7 separate regions of the Mus musculus genome follow, and regions 1, 3, 4, 5, 6 and 7 are each linked to region 2. A link is a contact called in public HiCAR-type and promoter capture Hi-C data. All regions are on one chromosome and are shown on one strand. The core of a region is the stretch at or near the end of the contact, and the rest is flanking DNA. Distances in the headings are between cores, read along the strand shown.

Region 1 (2,700 bases), core at 5-2,504, 660 kb before region 2:
CTGAGAAAGTGGACATGGTCAGTGGCTCACGAGAGCAGAGTGCAACACTGGCTGTGTGGAGGAGAGTAGGCAGAGGACCCCAGCTGGGAACCGGCACAAACATTTGAGTTCACCCCTTCTGAGAGCATCATCCACTCATACACTTGGCCAGGGTCTGGACAGAACACCGAGGCCACACTTTCTGAAGCACAGTTGATTCCCCATGGGAGCCATCCATGGCCTGCCTCATCCTGCAGTAGCAGCTGCATTGCCTCTGAGAAATTCAGAGAAGCCTCTTTCCAGAATAAGAGGGAACACACTTTTGTCTTGTAATGAACACCTTTGTCCAAGGACCTAAGCTTAGATTCCAACACTCACAATAAATGCTGCCCGAGGGCAGCTGTCCACCTGCAATCCCAGTACTAGATCCTGGAGAGCACTGGCTAGCAATCCTAGTGAGACACTGTATCCATATACAAGGGGGAAAATGGTTGAAGAAGATGGCTAGTGTTAACCTTTGGCTTCCAAATGCCACACACACACACACACACACACACACACACACACACACATTTATGCGCGCACACATGAACACACATATACAGATGCATATATAGCCCAAGAAAACAGGACAATGGGTTAAAAATACAAAATGAAAACAAGCTGGAAGCTCAAAACTCAAAAACTCTAGCAAAGTCGAGTTGTTTTAAATTCTGCTTCTTAGAGACCCGTGAAAAGACTGTCTGCAGTTGACGCCAAGAGAGCCCCACACCTCTCCTGTCCACCTTCTTACTCTTACATAATCCGTTCTCTGCGCACAGACTCTGATTTGTGCCATTGAAGACAAAGGCTGTGTGGGAAGAGGGCAGAGCCTCAGCCCAGAGCATCTATCTAGCACAGAAAAAGCAAATTAGCTACCTTGAGCATGCGGATTTCTCGAAGGGCGATTTTCTTTATGACAGGGTCATCTTCGGTTTCCAGAAACCTCTTGATGGCCACGATCTGACCCGTGTCCCTGTTTCTGCACTTGAACACTACCCCATAGGAGCCTTCTCCAATCTTTCCAATTTTTTCATATTTTTCCATTACAGAGGAGGAGCAAGTCTTCTTGAGAACGGATTTTCATATAGTTTTTAAAGGTCGTTTATGAACTGACCTCTCTCGAGCCTCATCAAGTAAGGGCTGTCGTCCGCGATCTAGAGAAAACAAGGCGCGAGTTAAAGAATAAGGATCAGCCAGGTGTGGACTCCACCCCCACCCAGCAATGACATCGCGGTCAAGGCTGGGAGTCTACAGGTGGCTGCCATGGGTGACCTAATTTCAGTTGTCTGTTTCATTCCCTCGAGCTAAAGATGTAGCCAGCATCCAAAAACGAGCCGAGCTGTAAGATAATCTATCTTTTTAACGTTATGGTTCATACGATCTAAGACACTTGAGCTGGCTGGAGCACCAGGAAGGCGAAGGGCTTCCCCGGTTCTAGTTTCGGGTCTCAATTCCCTCCGGAAGAGGACACCGGCTGGGCAACCGGGCCCGTGGGGACTGCGGGAACTGCAGGGACTGTGGGGACCTCCCACCCTGACTCCTGAGGCGCCTCTCGGCCCAGCTCTAGCACAGCAGCCTGCAGCTCGGCTGGGTGACTGCTGCGATCCCCATGGGAACCGCGCCGGTTGGGCGGGGCCGCCCTCCGCCCTGCTGTACCCGCAGCCACTTGGCCGGGTCCCTGACCCCGCGCTGCAGGTCCAGAGGGTTTAAATCGTGGAAATCACAGCATGGAGAGTTTGCAGGGAGAACGCCTGCTCCCAGGCTGTCCTAGCAGCCTGCTCGGGCTAGGGTGACCAGGTCCATACCTTATTACGTCCACTCCTTGGTGTCCGTTCCTCGCCTGTGAACCCCGGAGGACAGCAATTGCTCGGTGCTGCAGCTTCGAAAAATGAATGAGAGAGAGTGAGGCAATAGAGGGAGGCAGGATGGCCTTCCCTCCCATGTAGTGGGGTCTTGGCGGTGCAGAGCCTGCTTTGATTGCCTTGACTCTTTCCCCAATCACCTTCTTATTGAACCTGTTTCAGTACAGTGACAGTGGCAGTTGATGGATGCAGGAAATCTTGAAATAAGGATCGCACAGACAGCCTCTACATTTTGTCAGCCCTTCCATCCCCTATGCTAGGCGCCGAGGTGCTTGTGTGCTGGCGGCAGGGCTACAGCAGAGAAAACGCACGATGTGAAACCTGGCCAACCCGGGGCAAGGAACGTGCGATGCAAATGTACACAGAGCTCAAGAGGAAGCTGGGTCTGGGCATACCGAGCGTGACGGCTGCCTGGCAAAGGGTAGAGGTATAATGAGTTACTAGAATAGACTCGTGGTGGTCTGGGACCCTCCCCAGAAATCATGTGCAAATGTGAATGCCTACTCTTTTTGACTTTTGTCTTCTCGATAGCTTTGCCTTGCCCAGAATATCGCGTACATGGAAACATACAGTGCACAGCTTTTATTGAGTCAGATTCTCACTTCACAGAATACATCTGAGAGCCACACACATCTTGCATTTAGCAGCAGTGTCTTCCTGTTTATTGCCGGGTAGCGTTCTGTTGTATGAACGTACTGACTGGTATTTATTTGTTTATTCAATCCTGGTTGAAGGATATTTGGATTGTTTCCAGTGTGGGGTGATTATACATGAAGCCGCTATAGACGCCGTGCATGGTGCTTTCTGTGAAGCCAGG
Region 2 (2,700 bases), core at 18-2,517:
GAAAAGTAGATCCTGCTGGTCTACACTGCACCTAGAATAATGACTGAGGCTGCTTGTGCCCAGGAGAGTCAGTTCTGAACTCTCCCCAAAGAAATGACTTTATTAAATAAGAGTATGGAGAAACGGTCAGGCCTAAAGTCACTCCAAAAAAATAAAAAAAGTTTTCCTTAAGTAAGAACAAGATGCCAGTGCATAAGCCACTTAGTTCACCAGAGAGACCTAAGAAAAGAGACAGTGAAGAATCATCCTGGGCTTAAAATAAATTTCAACCACTGACCTCAAAACCATCTGCCAAAATGTATTAGGCTGTGGAACAATGTATGCTCTGAGAATTAAAACAAAACAAAAACAAGTTATCGGTGAGCACTTCATGTAATATTACAGCTGGAAATAAGTGAGGCAAACACATCCCAAAAAGTGATATGGAATGAGCCCTGCTAAAACCACTATCGCCCAGATGACCCACCCAGGGCTGTAATCTCTGAGAAACAGACTTCACTAGAATTGCCTTGCCAACTCACTAAACAATCAAACAACAAGAGGAACAGAAGATGGAGAGCCACAAGGGGAATCAACATCTAGAATTACAGACCCTAAAACCCTAGTTTCCAAGAAGAGATTTTTGAGTTGTGCAAAGACAGGAAAATATAACCCATATACAGGAAAGCAAAGAACAGGCAATAAAAACTACCTCGGAGAGCCAGGGGGTGACAAAGCCTCATTACGAATGTGTTAGAGGAAATTCGGGGACTCATGCTTAAAGAGTTAAAATAAGTCAGTCAACAGGGACAACACAAGATTCAATTAGTAAAGTAGCCAGGACAAAAAGTAGATGCCTGTTTGCCTAGGGCCAGGGTAAAGGGGCTGGTGACCTCCTCCTACATTCGTCTAACTGGTGATATTTTGAAAGGGGAAAGTTCCTGAGAAAACTGTCATAGTGACCTTACTAGGCACTGGTGGGCACGACAGGGTCACTCATCTCTAGAGCATCACCCTGATCCCTCCGCCTACCGCCCCTTCTAGGGCTTTTCGAGGGACCACAGCCGGCAAGCGCCTCTTCAGTCGTGAGCTCCGAGATAGACGCATTTCCCGCTTTCCCTCTCCATCTCCCGCAGGAGGAACAGGGCCCGGACATGCGCACTGAGTTGCTGGCGGGGAGTGGGTGGGGCTCGCGCGCCTGGCTGGCTCCTTGTGCGCATGAGCGGAGCGGCCGCCAGAGCGGAAGTGGAGCTGCGGCGGGGAGGTGGAGCGGGAACGCGCTGAGGCTGGGTGAGCGGCTGACATGGCGCACTTGGGGCGTCTTATGGTTCCCCTGGCAGCTCTGGTCCTGCTGCTCTGGGCGGTCCCTGGGGCCCACGGACGGCGGAATAACGTGCGCGTCCTCACCGATGAGAACTGGACGTCGTTGCTGGAAGGAGAGTGGATGATAGAATTGTGAGTGCGGGGCGCTTGTCTGGGTGGCGGTGGCCTCCGCCGCCCCGTCCCTCAAGCTGGACACCTGACCAGCCCATCTTCCTCGGCCAGGTCTTGAGGTCCCAGCCTTTGCCGCCCCCAGCTCCAGGGTCATTTCCTAACCGGGAATATTACTTTTCTATCTAAGCGTGCACTGAGCCTCGTCGTTGCTAAGCACTGTGGTGCGATTAAAGGATTACGAGCTACATCGAATTCTCTGGAACAGACTAGCGGATTTGAGGGTGGGATTGGGTTGCGATGGAGGTCTTGGCTGTTTCTATAGACTTTTAGTGATCTTTTGTAGACATCCAGACTTTAAGTCTCCAAATTTTTACAAAAGTTGATATTGAACAAAATCTTGCTTTTAACCTGTCATTCGGAAATTGCTATGTTTATTCGGAAATTGGTATTTGTAATGCCTGAATTTTGAGCTCTTTATTTATTTTTATTTTGTGAGTTAGTTTTTTTAAATTGTAAATGCCAAATAAATGGGAATATATTAAAATCTTTATTTTCTTTTTTTTTCTTCTTGCCTACATTCATTTCTTTTGATATGAACCTCATTTTTCCTTGACCGGTGCGTTTGCAATTTAGAGAATGGCTTGAATTGTGATTTACAGGCCTGCGAATGGTATTGCACATGCATTAGTATGATTATTGATAGGCCCTTTAAATACTCCAGTTCATCATTTACTATTCAAACAAAATCACTTATCTTGTGTGATAATTCTACTTCAACAGTGTCCGCCGTCCTGCTGCTGTAGGAAATAAACTACCTTTGGCCTTTGTCTTAGATGATAAATTAGTGGAATGGTTAATTGACAGTGTTCCTGATACGGCATTATTGATGTGGCGAAAGCACCACCATTGAATGGTCATTGTTTACTGACACTACCCAGTATCTTTACATATGTTTTGGGGTGGGTAATTATTCTACATAATTCCTTATAGTAGATAACCACTCCCATCCCCTGCTTTACCGATTGGCCTGTTCAGATGCTGTCATAGTAGCTTTGTTGGGCTTCAAGAGTAAATATATGCAAGCGTTGTTAGCAACCCTTAAGCAAGATTCTGGTGTTTGCCTATGTTGTGATTGTGTTTAGGGCTGTACACTAAGGAAGAGGTGGAAGTGAACATCCTCAAGAGAGAACCTGGGTGAGGTCCATGATACCTGAGTTGTGAAACAAGAAAAAGGAGATTGCAGTAGGGAAGACGTTTAGTGTACTGACAGTTGGCCGTTCACTGAAG
Region 3 (2,700 bases), core at 15-2,514, 600 kb after region 2:
CAGGGTAGGCTAGCAAGCATATGCTGCAGAATCATACAAGTGTTGGTGTTTGTGCAGTGCGAATGAGCAGTAGCCTCTGTTCGTTAACCGTGCTGCGGGGATTCAAGCATTAGTTGGAGCAGTAAGATTGGACATTGTGCAGCTTTCCAGGGGCAGGAGCTTTTTTATTTAGTATTTTATTTCCTACTCAGAGGCCACGTCAGGCTTTGAGTGTAAGCAGCGTGTCTCAGGCTGTGCTTGGAAGAGACTTGCGGATGGGGCAGGAATACTTCCTGTCTGTATTGGTAATTGCAACACATAGATAACTAGGCCAAAAAGAGCTGCTTAGAGATGATTTTTGTGGTCTTATTTAAATGTCTTTGTTAAGAAAGTTTTATATTAGAAAAGACATTACTAATTTTTTTTAGCTTGGAAATTTATTGGAAAGTCCAGATGAATAGAAATGATAGGAATTATTTATTTCTCTTGACTTAGGTTTATATTGGATAAATGTAGGGGAGTTTTCTAAGGGTAAGATGTTAAAAGGTTAATTATCAAGAGGAAATTAACCAGTTTTAGGTTAAATCATCATGACTTTATCAGTAGACCTTGTGTATCAGATTTCATGTGTAACAATGAAAATTAAAATTAGTGAGTTTTTTTATAAGATCTACTCTTTTTGGTCTAATGTATTGACATACTCATTTTTCCAATCTTGAAGCTTTTGTAGGGATTACCATATTTAGTGCCCAAGATAATTTTCCATTGTTGTAAAAGTCATAAGTGCTTAAGTTTTTAAATTCCTGGAAATATGACTATTCTTTTTTTTGGTATTTGAATCAAATGTCATCTGTGTCAATCTCTGCCCATGTAGGTTATAGGCATTTGCTGGTGACTATTCAAGACCACTCTGTGTATAGACCCACAGTAAATGCCTGATAACTCAGGAAAACTGTAATGTCAGTAAAGCTTAAGGTTTTAAATTTTAATATAGATATCAAAGCTGATTTTAATAACTTCAGTTACCAATAATAATAGGCTTTAAGTAGATTTGACACAACCTCCTTTAATGAATACCTTAGATATTAGCTTACATTCAAATACAACAATTTGCTTAAATTTAGACTATTAAACAAGGAAATGAAAAATAACAGTGGGCTGGACAGAGATGGTTAAGGGGCCAAGAGCATGGCAGATTGTGCAAAAGACCTCAGTCTGGCCAGTTTGCTACTTAGCACCCACATGGCAGTTTACAGACATCTCTACCTCCAGCTCCAGGCGATCCAGTGCCCTCTTCTGGCTTACTCAGGCACTGAATGCATATGGAGCACTTGTGTATGCAGGCAGAAACATACATACACATTAAAAAAGAGAAGTCTCTTTATTCTTTTAATTTTTTTTTCTTTTATGAGCACACTGTGGCTGTCTTCAGACACACCAGAAAAGGAAATCATATCCCTTTACAGATGGTTATGAGTCACCATGTGGTTGCTGGGAGTTGACCTTAGGACCTCTGGAAGAGCATTCAGTACTCTTGACCATTGAGCCATCGCTTCAGCCCCGAAATCTCTATTTAAGAAGTCTTAATGAGTTTTTAAAAGTCGTTACTACTTCAGCCTAAAACATAAACAACACTAAATTCACATAATGAGACTAATAAGATTTATACATTTGTTCACATAAATTTAGCTACATTTTAAAAATAGTTATTGTGTAGAGGTGTTCTATCTGTATGAATGTCTTTGCACTACTTGCATGCCTGGTATCTGTGGAGGCCAGAAGGCGGGAGTCAGAATCCCCTGGAACTGGGAATCAAATCCAGGTCCTCTGGAAGAGCAGCCAGTGCTCTTAACCATGGCGCCATCTCTCCATGGTTAAAAAAAAAAAAAAAGTTTTACGTAATCATACTTTATATTAGAGGTCATATAAGAGGTTTGGGTGACGTTAAAAACTTGATGATAACCAGCTGGTGATGGTGCATGCCTTTAATCTTAGCACCTGGGAGGCAAAGGCAGGAGGATTTCTGTGAATTTGAGGTCAGCCTGGTCTACAAACAGGGTTACATAGAGAGCCCTTGTCTTGAAACACACACACACACACACACACACACACATGCAGTATTTGCAAACAAATAATAAATAAATAAGATAAATAAATGGTCTTGATGAGAGCACGACTATCACATCTTGATTATAGTGTATGTATCATTTCAAGTGGAAAAGTAATTTATTGGGTTTACTTTAACTTTTGAAATGCAAGAGTCATAAAATTATTTTAAGTGGGATGGTTAAATTGTAAAACAGCATCTTGCAGTAAATATATCACTTCCTTTGTGTTCCTGGAAGTGTTTGGCATGTGTGTAACAGTGAGGAATGGTATTTCAGTGAGGAATGGTATTTCTGTAAATTTTAGGATCTGAGTTAACTGGTTCTCCAACTATTACTGGGTAATTCAGTGTTTGCAATCAAGTCATCTTCTTTGAATGTCACCTTGTCTCCACTCCGGCTTTGGAAAGAAACCCCCTAAGTTTCGGGTGGGAGCAGATTATGAACCGCATGAGGCATGAGAGGAGACTTAGACCCAACAGCCTGTTCTTTTTCCCAGGCACACTTGACAGCGTGTCGCCCTCTGAGAGCCAGGTCCCTGGGGTTCTGCTCTGGATCAGAAGTCTGAGTCTATCAGCTCCCTCTCCTCCTCCTCTAGCCCATTCCATTCTGTTCC
Region 4 (2,700 bases), core at 69-2,568, 870 kb before region 2:
CTGTGTGTGCTCTTAACTGCTGACCCTTTTGATCATCAGTTGGCTCAAGGCATCAACTTAAAACTAAATACTGTCCAATACTGCATAAACTGATATGGGAAGAAAATCATTCCACAAGTCTAATAAAATGTTGTCACTGAGAATAACTAATTTTGGAGCGTCTCACTCTGTGCTGGCCTAGCATTCATGGCAATTGTGAGTGCTAGGATTCTAGGAGTGAGCCAACCTGCATTTTAATTAATTTCCAAAGTCACAGTTAGCAGTCAATGGGAAAAGAAAAACAAATGAACAAACAGACAAACAAACAGAAGGTATCTTAGTTTTCTAGAATATATGCAAATCGGAAAATCCTTTTAAATTTTTCCAAAAAGTCTCCAGTAGAATGCACGCAAGTTTTCTCAACCACCTCGCACAGGCAGGCCTGTATGCCTATCCTGAATTGTGCGAATGTGTTGCCTTTGATAGTTTAACTTCTCTTTACTGCCTCATCATCTATAGAACAAATATCCCACACCTGGAGGTGTTAAACCACGGAGAGCTGTGGGCTTTCGGACACACCAGTTCGACCACTACTCACCTCCTCATAGTATATACAGTCTGCCATCAATATGTAGTCTGGTGACATCAAGTCTTCTATGTCTTCACCCCTTAAAAATGTCAAACGTATGTCTTTAACTGATGCTCTGACGATTTAAAGTGTTCATTTTAGAAACGAGAAGCAGAAGGCTCCCCTCATATTAAGCAAGCGTTGTGTAAAATGCAATTTAAAGCCCATGTAAGCGATCGATTATCTTAAAAACAAGCTGAAAGGCCATACAAACCATTTCAGTACCTTGGCTTGAACAGAACCAGTCACAAGATGCTTGTTCATATCAATATTCATTTTCAGCAAGTCCTGCAGCTCTTCAAGATCAGTGACTATAACATCTGCCCTAAAAAAACAACCTCGTTGAGGTACAGGCGCAAGGCTGCACGCCGGTGACCTGATGCTGGGCGACCAGCGCCTTCCCGCCAGCTCTTACCCGAGGGTCGCAGCCATGAGCCCCACGGCCCCCGTGCCGGAGCCCAGCTCCAGCACCGAGCGCCGACTCAGCGCGTGGGCCCCGTCGCCAGAAAACCCCGGCGTCTCCAGGTATTTGGAAAGGACGATGGCGGCGTCCCACACAACGCAACCCACGCCCCCGGAGCCGTACTGCTGCAGCCGAAGCACTGTCCCATCCCGCTTCTCCAGAACCCGCACAAAGCTCCACAGCGGGTCCTCCACCTCCGGCTCCACGGCGGCCGCCATCCCTGCCCCGGCCCGCCGCAGGCTGCGGCACGCGGTAACGTCACGCCCACGCAGCACCCGTACCTCCCAGCGGCAGGGCGGCTGCCCAAGGCGCATGCGTGACTCTCAAAGTCCGCAGGAAGCAGCAGAACCTACCCAGGAGTGGCCCAGCTGCTGCTACAATGATAGGCACTTTAAGAAGCAAAGCGACCGACAGTGCTTATACATAGCTGGAGAACGGCTCACACAGAGCCGCTGGCGATAGATCTAGGCAGCTACCCAGGTCCTATCTAAAAATGGTTATATTCAAGAAGTTTTCCTACTGTGCTTCCTTTTCATATGAATGCATAAACGTGGTGGCTGGGAACGTGCTACTTGCTTTTAATGGTAAAGAAAAGTTAGTCCTTTTACATCCCACGGGGCCAAAAGATGGCCAGCAAGACCAAGGACTCACATAGTAGAAGGAGAGACCTGCAGGTTGGCCTGTCACATTGGATCTCTAGTATGAACACACACACACACACACACACACACACACACACACACACACGTAATAAACAGATGATAGCTATTCGTTCTTCTAGATTTTTTTCAGCTTTGTTGTTTTTTGTTTTTTTGTTTTCAGGATGGCCTCCTGTATCCCAAGTAGGTTCAAACTCTTCATACTCTTCACGTAGTCGAGTCGCCTTTAAGTCCAGATGCTTCCGTCTAACCTCCCAAGTTCTGCGATTACAGGTGCTCACCACTATTCCCAGCTTCTCCTTGCTCTTTGTGATGAAAAACAATATTGCAAATCTTTTACAAATTAAGACTGAGGTGATTTATTAATCTTGTTAAGAACTCTGATACAAAGCACAGTAAAAGGCCACAGACCAGTAGATAAACAACGTGGCTTTTGGCTACTTTACAATGGCTGCTACTGCACTATCAGCATAACATACATACCTTGATCACTTTGAATGATAGTATCCAAATGGCAAAGCTTTATCCTGATTAAAAAATTTAATAAAGCTTTTTAAAGTATTTTCTGTTTAAATATTACTAATCTGGAAAAACTTTTCAAAAATTTCAGTTAACACGAGATTAAAGACAGTTAATAGGTTTGACAATGGCAGTTGGTTCTTATGCCATAAGACACTTTTGTTCCAGACTTACAAATTAGTCAAATAGCAGATTGTATTATAGGCCTCAAGTCACTTACATTTATAGAGGTTATTAGCATTATCTTTAAATATATACAATATAAATAAACTGTACATATATGGCATATTAATTTTGTCTTCCCAAATAATAGGCAAATCATTAGCTAAACAATGATTAGCTAAACACCATACACTGCAAAACAAAAGGCACATCTTAATGAACACATGCCCTTCTTCTATAATCAGGTTATGTAGAACTGTTTATAATTTTAACAAAATAATAAACACAGT
Region 5 (2,700 bases), core at 187-2,686, 730 kb before region 2:
CATACAAGTGAGGACTTGAGTTTGTACCCAAAGCACCTTTATGTAAGGGCATTCCTTGTTCAACCCATGTAACCTTGGGATCAGGGGCAGGGAGACAGGCAGATCCCTCGTGCTTACTGAGCAACCAACCAATCACCTCAAGAGACCCTATCCCCCACCCCATCCCTCTCCTGCCCCGAGGCAGTGGAGGCAAACACCTTTAATCCCTGCAGACACTGAAGATCTCTGAGTTCAAGGACAGCCTGGTCAACAAGATAGCCAGGATACAAAGAGAGACCCCATGTGGAAAAAGCAAGTGACAGATAGAAACACACACACACACACACACACACACACACACACACGGAGGGGGAGGGAAAAAGGGAGGGGGACAGGGAGAGGGAGAGAAATTGGGAGAGATCCAGTCTCAAAAGTTAAGGTGGCGCAGGTTGGGTGGCACGTGCCTTTAATTCCTGCACTAGGAAAGGAGTGGCAGGTTGATAGCTTGAGGCATTAGAGGCCAGCCTGATCTACACCGGAGTCATAGGACAGCCAAAGGAAAACAAACCAGTACCGTTTAACATGCTTTAAACGCGTCTTAAACAAAAACACTGCCCCTCTCCAGGGTCGTGCCACACCTCGGTCTGCCACTAAATCCATTCGCATGGTCTACCTTGTCTCAAACAATCAAAAGCTCCCCCACCCCCACCCCTCCACCCCGCCCTTAAAGCTTTCACACCGAACACTGTATTTGCCAGCTTTCCTAGGCAGCTCACAGTAGGCAACTGAGTTGCTTCTAGTGAGGACAACTCTAGTGTGTGCAAGGAACTGACCCACAGAAGCCAAGTTCTGGATTTTCCAAGCAACACAGGGGATGATAGTTAAGAAGCTGCATACTTATTGGCAGTGTGCTAGGTCTTTTAATCTTCAAAGTGACCACCTAGGGGCCAGACTAGGATCCTAGTCACCAGTCACCCTTTAGAGTGGTTAAGAAATGGAGAGGAGTTGTGTATTCGGAGCCAGATTAGCTCCGGACCTCAACTCAACACTGCCTTTCCTATGGCGCACAAACGCAGTGGACGAACCCTGCGGGTCAGCAGCTCCTGGGATTCGAGGCTGGACCACAGAATCAGGACTTCCTCGCCGGGGACAGAGACATCGAGTCGGGGGACACAGACAGGTTCAGTTGGAGATCCCTGAGCGGAACAGCAAGTGCAGGCCGCCGCCTCTCACTTACCTGGTGCTGGAGCTTCTGCGGCCACCCCCGCACAGTAGCCCGGGCACCCCGGACGCCGGTCCACTTGCGCGGAGGAAGCCCCCAGCCACGCAGTACCGGGCCAGTCCGCAGACACCGCCTACGTAGCGCAGGGTCGGCCACATGGCCTGCGCCACCTCCCCTCCCTCCACCCCAGCACCCGCAACCTGAACGGACTCTAAGGGTGAAGCGCGCCGCTCTCCAGCCCCGCCCCCAGACGAGAGCCAATGAAACACGCGCGTTTGCCTGACGTGGGCGTGGTCTCCGCTGGCCAATGAGCGAGCGCCGTGGAAGGAAAAGACCGAGGGCGAAGGGCCGGCCAGGCGCAGGGACGCAGCACGCCGTGAGTAAGAGGAGCTAGGGCGAAGGCGGGGACCGGGTGGTGGTTCCACTCTCCGGGACCTCCGCCCGCACAGGCTTGACTGGACGCCGGCGCTGTTCCGCCAGAGAAGGCTGGGCATGTCGGGGTGACCCCTGGCTCCTGCGGCCTCTCCTTCGGCCACGCCTCCTGGTCGGTTGGCGACGCTGTGGCCCGGGAGCTGGGGACTAAGCCACCTCCTGCCGCTCCCTGTCACTACCCTGCTGATTGCCCGCAGGTTTCTGGGCCCTTCATGGGGCTCCTGGTTGGTTGTTCATTCAACCACTGACTCAGCTTGTAAATATCGGGCGCTGAGCTAGGCGCTGGATGAAAGTAGACGGCTCGGTCTCTGTCGTCATTTAGTGTTGTTTTTTTGGTTTCTATTATTGACTTGTATATGTGCCTATGCGAGCTTATTGCAACAGGTATGTGCAGGAGTTTGTGAGACCAGAAAGGGGAGTACAGGATCGCCTGGAACTGGAAATTCTGAGCTGCCATGTGGGTGCTGGGAATCTAGGCCCTCAGGTAAGACCAGTTAACAGTCTTAACCATAGAGCCATCTCTCTAGCCCCAAACTTTTCTTTATTAATTTACATCTCTGCCCCAGCTTCCCCTTCCTTCTCTCAGGCCTTCCTGACTAAGCCAGCTCAGTCAACAGGTTCTCCAGGGAGGGATGAAAAAATTGAAAAGAAAAAGACAATTAGACAGTACTATTAACATAACCCTAGCCCGTTCTGAGGTTGAAGCAAGGTTATTTTTCCTCCAGTCAGTCTGCTTTTATACAATTCTAAGTACATGCAAAGAATAAGGTCAGTCCTAAGTCATAAACAGAGTTAAGGAACAAAGCCTAAACAAAGGTGCCATGATAGTTGTATTCAGAGTCTTATCAAGACCCATCAAAATACAAAATAACTCTGTCCTCAGCTGTGTTCATCTTGAGCCTACTTCCCAGTCCTGGCCCAACCTCAAATTCTTGCCAAATTTTTAAAAGCAGGCATCCAAAGCGCTGTAGCCTTCTTCTCACTATCGACCCCACCCCCACCCACCCACTTAGGAAAAGGGGCAGCCTCCTATGGATATCAACCAGCCACTGTATGTGACGTTGCAT
Region 6 (2,700 bases), core at 157-2,656, 660 kb after region 2:
CTCCAATAAAAACTCACTGGTTCACCAAGTTGGATTTCGGTGGTGTTTGTACTTAGGTCAGTTGTAGGACTTCTACCTGAGGTGAGGAAATGTGTGTGTTGTCTCCCCAGGGAAAATGTTGTCACACAACAGTCCCAGCTACAACAGACCATGACGTTGTCCTGTAATGACAGCCAGTTTTTGTTTTTATAATAAACTTTTGCAAATAGAAGACTTTAGTTATCATAGGAAGAACATGCACTATTCAGGAAAGCAGTGTGTAACTTTCACTACGTCTAAGACCAAGGACAGGGACTTCTTAATCTCACTGGTATTCAGGGCAGATAGGGTGCCTTGCTATGACAATAATGGTAGTTAACAGTGAATTAGTAAGTACAGTTGAATAATGCACAACAAAAACTATTTAAGGACTTTGGAACTGAGGCAGGAGGATGGAGAGTTTCAGGCCACCATGAGCTACATGGACGGTTGAAAATTAAAGCAGACTGGGTGGTGGTGGCGCACGCCTTGAATCCCAGCACTTGGGGAGGCAGAGGCAGGTGGATTTCTGAGTTCCAGGCCAGCCTGGTCTACAGAGTGAGCTCCAGGACAGCCAGGGCTACACAGAGAAACCCTGTCTCAACAAAAACAAGCAAGCAAGCAAACAAACAAAGTAAAGAATTAAAACAGGCCTAGGAGAGATGGCTTGGTGGTTTAGAGCATTTGTTGCTCTTGTAGAGGGCAAGGGTTTACCAGTGTACACATGGTTGTTCACAACTGTCAGTAACTCCAGTTCCAGGGACCAGACACCTTCTTTTGTAGGCATTGAGCATGCCCATCACACATGGATATACACCTACAGGCAAACAGCCATACATGTAAATTACAAACGAATTTAATCCCAGCATCAGTGCTCAGGGAGGCAGAGGCTAGGCCAGCCTGGTTTACAGAGTGAGTTCCAGGACAGCCACTGCTACAGAGAAAACCTGTCTCTGAAAAACAACGACGAAAACAACAAGGTTTAGCTTTGTAATGCCTTTATGATCTTTGAGACAAAATCTGTGTATTCTTTTGTTGTGTTTGCTGAATAAAACAAACATAAAGGGAAAAGCACCGGCAAAATGATTTTGTTTGCTTTTCTTCTATATTATTACTTCCGATTCCTTTCCCTCTCCTGAGTTATGGTGGGTGGAGAACTTGGATTGTGAGTGTTCTGGGGACCTACAGGAGGAGGCTGGCCAGCCTGACCAGGGCTAAGTTGAGATAACGTGGGGCCAATTGAAGTGCAAGGGAAATCCAGGCGACCCAAGGACACTGCATGCCCTGGCCACAGGAAATGGTCTTGTCAGGCTGGAGAAGGCTCAGAATTCCCGAGTCCTGGGTTCGGGACCCGGGGTTTGCTCACGTGTGGCTGGCCCGTGCCCAACGCTCGCAGGGCAACCCAATGCCCAGCGTCCGTCTTGGCGTCGGTCTCCTGGCGGGCTTGGCAGCGGGCGGCGCGGTCGTCCTACTCAGCTACTGCGTCTACCTGGACTGGAGGCGGCACCGAGACCCCGCATTCCGCCGCCGCCTGCAGGACAGTGAGTGCCAGTGCGGTCGGCGGGAGGGAGGGCGGCCAAGCCCGGGCTGGTTCCCAAACCGGTGCCCCGGTCACCCGTGTCCATGCTACCTGGCTTTCCCAGCCAGCTCGTGCCTGTGTTTGCAGAGAGAAGAGCTGGACAGCCCAAGGCCCAGGCGCCCGCCAGGCAGGTGAGGTGCAGCAGACCCGCCAAGGAACCTTCTAGAAGCCCAGGGAGAAGAGGCCTGCCAGTGTGGCACACCTGCTTTATAAAGTTTTAACCTTCTAATTATAAAGGGGAAGGAAAGAAAGGAAAAGTGGGTCTGGTAAGGACACATTATGAAGATCTGGTGGGATGGCTCAGCGGCCAAGAGGGTTGGCTGCTCTTTCAGAGGACTCAGGTTTGATTGCCAGCACCCACAGGGTAGCTCACAACCATCTGTAACTCCAATCCCAAGGGATCTGTCACCCTCTTCTGTCCTCCAGGAAGCGACAGAGATGCACATGGTTGCAGACATACATGCTGGCAAAACACCCATACACATTTAAAAAAAAAGTTTTTCTTATTGTTTATGTTTTGTTTTTAAGTATAAACAGGGCTTGATACTCAGTGTGCAGAATCATCGCTTGGGAGGCTGAGACAGGAGGGAGTTCAAGGTTAGCCTGGGCCAAAGAGAACACTGTTAGAGAGAGAAAGGCATCTGTAAATTACATGTGGTAGGGACGGGCACTCTTTTTTTTTTTTTTAACTTAGAAGAAAGAAGAGAAACTTGGTCCTTCTCATATCCTCACAGGATGCCTAGGCCCCCCAGGCCAACATAGATTATGATTGACTAGTTGGGTTTTGATGGTGATTATTATTTTTTAGACAGAGGAGGAAGATGGCCCATATGTGATGGTCAGAGGACAACTTGTGAGGTCCAGTCACTTCTGTCGCTGGTCCCATGTGTCTAACTCAGGGGGTCAGGTTTGCTGGAAAGTGCTTTTTAACCTGATGAATTAATACTGTCTGTATTAGTCACTTTTAAAAACTGCCTCTTATTCTAGTGTGTATGGATGTTTTCCCAGCCATATGTGGCTATCAATGGTAGCATTTAGGGGTCAGAAGAGAGCATCTGATCGCCTGGGACTGGAGCTAAGAAAGTTGTGAGCTGCGGTACAGA
Region 7 (2,700 bases), core at 153-2,652, 770 kb before region 2:
GTGGAGGTTTCTTATTAAAGTGTGTGTGTGTGATATATGTGTTAGTGGCATGTGTGTGTGTGTGTGTGTGTGTGTGTGTGTGTGTGTGTGTGTGTGGTGAGGGCCTGCATGAAGGCCAGGACAGCTTTGTGGAGTCAGTTCTCCCCTATCACCTTTACGTGGATTCCAGGAATGAAATTCAAGCCATCAAGCTTGTGTTGTTGGACCGCAAATCACCTTCCCTAACGAGTCTCTTGCTGGCCCAGAGCAACAAAGAGAATGGCATAATTACCTAACTTCATATAAGACTAGCACCAACCAATCGGAGACACGCACCCTAGCAATGTATCTAATCTCCAAAGATTGATTAGCAACGAGCCACCTCCCCCCCCCCGCCCGCCCCCGCAACTGTCCCTTAAAAGTGGTTATTGCAAGTCCTCGTCGCTGTGAAGAAACTGACCACATTTTGTGAGGCAATCTTTGTATTCAGGTAAGACTTCTGCAGGAAGTGGGGAGGCGCTTTAGATTCACCCCAAGAGCTGGAGAACGAATACTATGACTCACTGACACTTCACACATGGGAAACACACATCCATATTAGCGAAAACAGCACAGCCTCAACAGGCGAATGGGCGAGCGTAGCAAGCAAGCCGCCCGAGGCGAGCACCCCCAGCCCCAAGAACTTAATTCAAAGTAGCCTCTCGGTCCAAAATTGCGCATTTGTTTTAGAAACGAAAAAAACCAGTGGGACTCTGTGTTGCCAGAATCCAGCCTGAGGACAACGCATTGGTCAACGGCGGAAGTTGCCTGACGAAATGACTGTAAGATGAAATCCAGTTTTATGATCATAACAAAACCTTCCTTCCGGGACCAGGCCAAAAAAGAAAGTTGAGAAAACGTCCTTCGGGATGCAACAGGCAATTAGGAGCGCCCGCAGCCCGGCCAGAGAAGGCTCGGCCGCGGCACGCGGGGCGGGCGCGAGCCGTGCTCCCCGCTCCTCGCTCTCCCCGTTACAAGTTGTGCGAGCTCCGGGCCCGGCCCCCCAGCCCGTCGCCCCGCGGCACCTCCCTCGGCCCCAGCACTGACCTTCCGCAGGGCCGGGACCAATAGTCCCCGCCATTTCGGGCTGTTTTCTTCGCTGAAGAACTCGTAGGGCTGCGGCGCCTGCTGCATGGCCCCGGCCGCAGCGCCTCCGCATCGGAGGCCGGGCCGGTGGCCTGACAGGCAGGGCGCCGGCCGCCTCGCCTCGCCTCGCCCCGGCCGCCGCCTCCCGCCCGGGCCGCAGCTCCGGCCGAGCGCTCGGGGGCGGCGCCGGCGGGCGGGCGTTCGCCGAGGCTTGGCGGCCCCGCAGCCCCGAGGAAGCGCGGCGGCCCGAGGCGTCCTGCTGTCCCCGCGGCGCCGGCCCGCTGGCCCGAGGCTCCTCCTCCTTTGTCTGGGTGCGCAGCGCGGGGCACCGCCGGCCTCGCCCCCGCCCCGACTCCCGCTACGGCCGCGGCGGGCAGACAGCGGCGGCCCGCAGCGTCCTCATCGCCTCCCCCGCCCTCCGCGCAGCCGCCGCTACCGCCGCCGCCGCCGCCGCCGCCACCGCCGGGTCCGCCCGAGTCACCTCCAGAGGGCCCTCGGGGCCGAGCGGGCGCGCGTGTCCGGCGTGCACGGCACTGGCCGCCGCCGCCGCCGCCGCCCCTCCAGCCCCGCCGGCCGCCGCCGAGCGCCCGGTGCCTGCAGCGGCGGCTCGGCTCGGCTCGGCCCCGCGCTCGCTCTCCCGAGTCTCTGGAGAAGACCAGCACGGAGCATGCGCGCCGCCGAGCGGGCCGAGGCGTCTGGTGCGGGGCCCCGGGGCCGGGAGGGTAATCGGTCTCTCCTGGGAACGTGCACGGGGCGGGGTGGCTCTTCCAGACGAACTCGGCAGCGTTCCGAGTCCTGGCAGACAATCCTGATTCGGTACAGCCCTAGGGGACCCCCGAGCCCGTGACTGCAGCTCTGGGAGGCAGAACACAGATGTGGGGAGAAAAGGACATTTGGGCTGATAGGATATTTATTTAACGTGTGCTCTGTGTGGCTCCTTTGTATATTTAGGTGATAGTGGCTATTCATAAAGTCACATTGTAGGGTCATGGGAAGCTCTTAGCGCACGTTGAAGGGCCAGATGACTTCAGTTCGAGGTCTTTCACCTAGAGTCCCTATGGATCAAAAAAAAAAAAAAAAAAAAAGTATCCAAAAACTTTCAGATATTGTTCTTAGGTTAATCATGTTCAAATCCTTTCCACTTAAGGTTCTACAGAACCTGGATCCTGCGATACAGTCACACTAATTAGCATTAAAAAAAAAAAACCTAAAAATCCTCTGTCCCTATGCTTTTTTAAGTTGAAGGGGCATGTACTTTGGAAACTTTTTCACTAACCCAAATTTCATCCCACTAAAATCGCTGAACAGATTGCTCCCAACGGGCTGTAAACAGTCATGCTGCCAGCCACCGAAGTGAGGAAGGGAACAGAAGAACAGACTGGAAAAGATAACTTGTGTAGTAATTTCAGCTCCAGAATCAGTGGGTGAACATTGTTCTCCCCCAAACACAACACCATTTTGACTTCATAAAGTAAAAATGGCAACTAAATACTTAAAGAGATCGGAGGTTTCCGTTTTGTTTTGTTTTTGGTTTCTTTTTTAATCTAAGTATCCACAGTGTTTAAAAAAAAAAAAGTCCTCTGGGGCTGTCGAGGA

Evidence for each region. Promoter capture Hi-C pulls out the DNA fragments that hold promoters and counts their contacts. HiCAR-type assays count read pairs that join an accessible place to other places.
Region 1: a contact with region 2 is called in a promoter capture Hi-C map of stem cell-derived epiblast-like cells, with 3 times the contacts expected there. The contact joins the promoter of 4930512B01Rik here to the promoter of Tmx1 in region 2. A contact is called at or near these places in 7 of 39 promoter capture datasets (the 3T3-L1 cell line, 3T3-L1-derived adipocytes, the C10 cell line and 4 more).
Region 3: a contact with region 2 is called in a promoter capture Hi-C map of liver, with 2.9 times the contacts expected there. The contact joins the enhancer-like site here to the promoter of Tmx1 in region 2. A contact is called at or near these places in 5 of 39 promoter capture datasets (cranial neural crest, hippocampal neurons, liver and 1 more), 1 of 484 Hi-C or Micro-C datasets (the HPC-5 cell line), 2 of 115 datasets of contacts at active chromatin or transcription factors (large pre-B cells and memory CD8 T cells) and 2 of 9 other capture datasets (adipose tissue and liver).
Region 4: a HiCAR-type map of astrocytes shows a contact between it and region 2, with 3 times the contacts expected there. The contact joins the promoter of Vcpkmt here to the promoter of Tmx1 in region 2. A contact is called at or near these places in 2 of 39 promoter capture datasets (erythroid cells and neutrophils) and 1 of 115 datasets of contacts at active chromatin or transcription factors (astrocytes).
Region 5: a promoter capture Hi-C map of pre-B cells shows a contact between it and region 2, with 5 times the contacts expected there. The contact joins the promoter of L2hgdh here to the promoter of Tmx1 in region 2. A contact is called at or near these places in 15 of 39 promoter capture datasets (the 3T3-L1 cell line, 3T3-L1-derived adipocytes, the C10 cell line and 12 more), 2 of 484 Hi-C or Micro-C datasets (CD4 T cells and embryonic stem cells), 1 of 115 datasets of contacts at active chromatin or transcription factors (bone marrow-derived macrophages) and 2 of 9 other capture datasets (adipose tissue and liver).
Region 6: a promoter capture Hi-C map of liver shows a contact between it and region 2, with 7 times the contacts expected there. The contact joins the promoter of Tomm20l here to the promoter of Tmx1 in region 2. A contact is called at or near these places in 3 of 39 promoter capture datasets (the C10 cell line and liver) and 3 of 9 other capture datasets (adipose tissue, embryonic stem cells and liver).
Region 7: a promoter capture Hi-C map of pre-B cells shows a contact between it and region 2, with 3 times the contacts expected there. The contact joins the promoter of Sos2 here to the promoter of Tmx1 in region 2. A contact is called at or near these places in 4 of 39 promoter capture datasets (the C10 cell line, HPC-7-derived erythroid cells, liver and 1 more).

The regions. Positions count from the first base shown.
Region 1 is chr12:69,789,090-69,791,789 of GRCm38.p6, forward strand. It overlaps 4930512B01Rik (RIKEN cDNA 4930512B01 gene), which reads left to right and starts at 1,255. Exons shown (of 8, transcript NR_033573.1): 1 at 1,255-1,362. Cdkl1 (cyclin-dependent kinase-like 1 (CDC2-related kinase)) reads right to left here and starts at 1,618. Exons shown (of 10, transcript NM_183294.2): 1 at 1,554-1,618; 2 at 898-1,175. The coding sequence starts at 1,065.
Region 2 is chr12:70,451,887-70,454,586 of GRCm38.p6, forward strand. Tmx1 (thioredoxin-related transmembrane protein 1) reads left to right here and starts at 1,268. Exons shown (of 8, transcript NM_028339.1): 1 at 1,268-1,434. The coding sequence starts at 1,283.
Region 3 is chr12:71,049,922-71,052,621 of GRCm38.p6, forward strand. All of the region lies in intron 11 of Arid4a (AT rich interactive domain 4A (RBP1-like)), which reads left to right. Among named protein-coding and RNA genes, the nearest start is that of Arid4a, 35 kb to the left of the region's middle. Within about 2 kb of position 1,265, at least 42 of the 459 cell types and tissues checked have an H3K27ac peak or open chromatin away from gene starts, as enhancers often do. A contact at or near this core is called in adipose tissue and liver, where this site is marked.
Region 4 is chr12:69,581,699-69,584,398 of GRCm38.p6, forward strand. It overlaps Vcpkmt (valosin containing protein lysine (K) methyltransferase), which reads right to left and starts at 1,319. Exons shown (of 6, transcript NM_001033236.3): 1 at 1,023-1,319; 2 at 822-932; 3 at 578-647. The coding sequence starts at 1,288. Sos2 (SOS Ras/Rho guanine nucleotide exchange factor 2) reads right to left here. Exons shown (of 23, transcript NM_001135559.1): 23 at 2,063-2,700.
Region 5 is chr12:69,723,438-69,726,137 of GRCm38.p6, forward strand. It overlaps L2hgdh (L-2-hydroxyglutarate dehydrogenase), which reads right to left and starts at 1,437. Exons shown (of 10, transcript NM_145443.2): 1 at 1,217-1,437. The coding sequence starts at 1,359. It overlaps Dmac2l (distal membrane arm assembly complex 2 like), which reads left to right and starts at 1,508. Exons shown (of 5, transcript NM_026536.2): 1 at 1,508-1,577.
Region 6 is chr12:71,110,022-71,112,721 of GRCm38.p6, forward strand. Tomm20l (translocase of outer mitochondrial membrane 20-like) reads left to right here and starts at 1,407. Exons shown (of 5, transcript NM_029227.1): 1 at 1,407-1,559; 2 at 1,685-1,728. The coding sequence starts at 1,424. Gm32906 (a long non-coding RNA gene) reads right to left here. Exons shown (of 3, transcript XR_381662.3): 3 at 730-1,672.
Region 7 is chr12:69,680,450-69,683,149 of GRCm38.p6, forward strand. It overlaps Sos2 (SOS Ras/Rho guanine nucleotide exchange factor 2), which reads right to left and starts at 1,403. Exons shown (of 23, transcript NM_001135559.1): 1 at 1,066-1,403. The coding sequence starts at 1,152.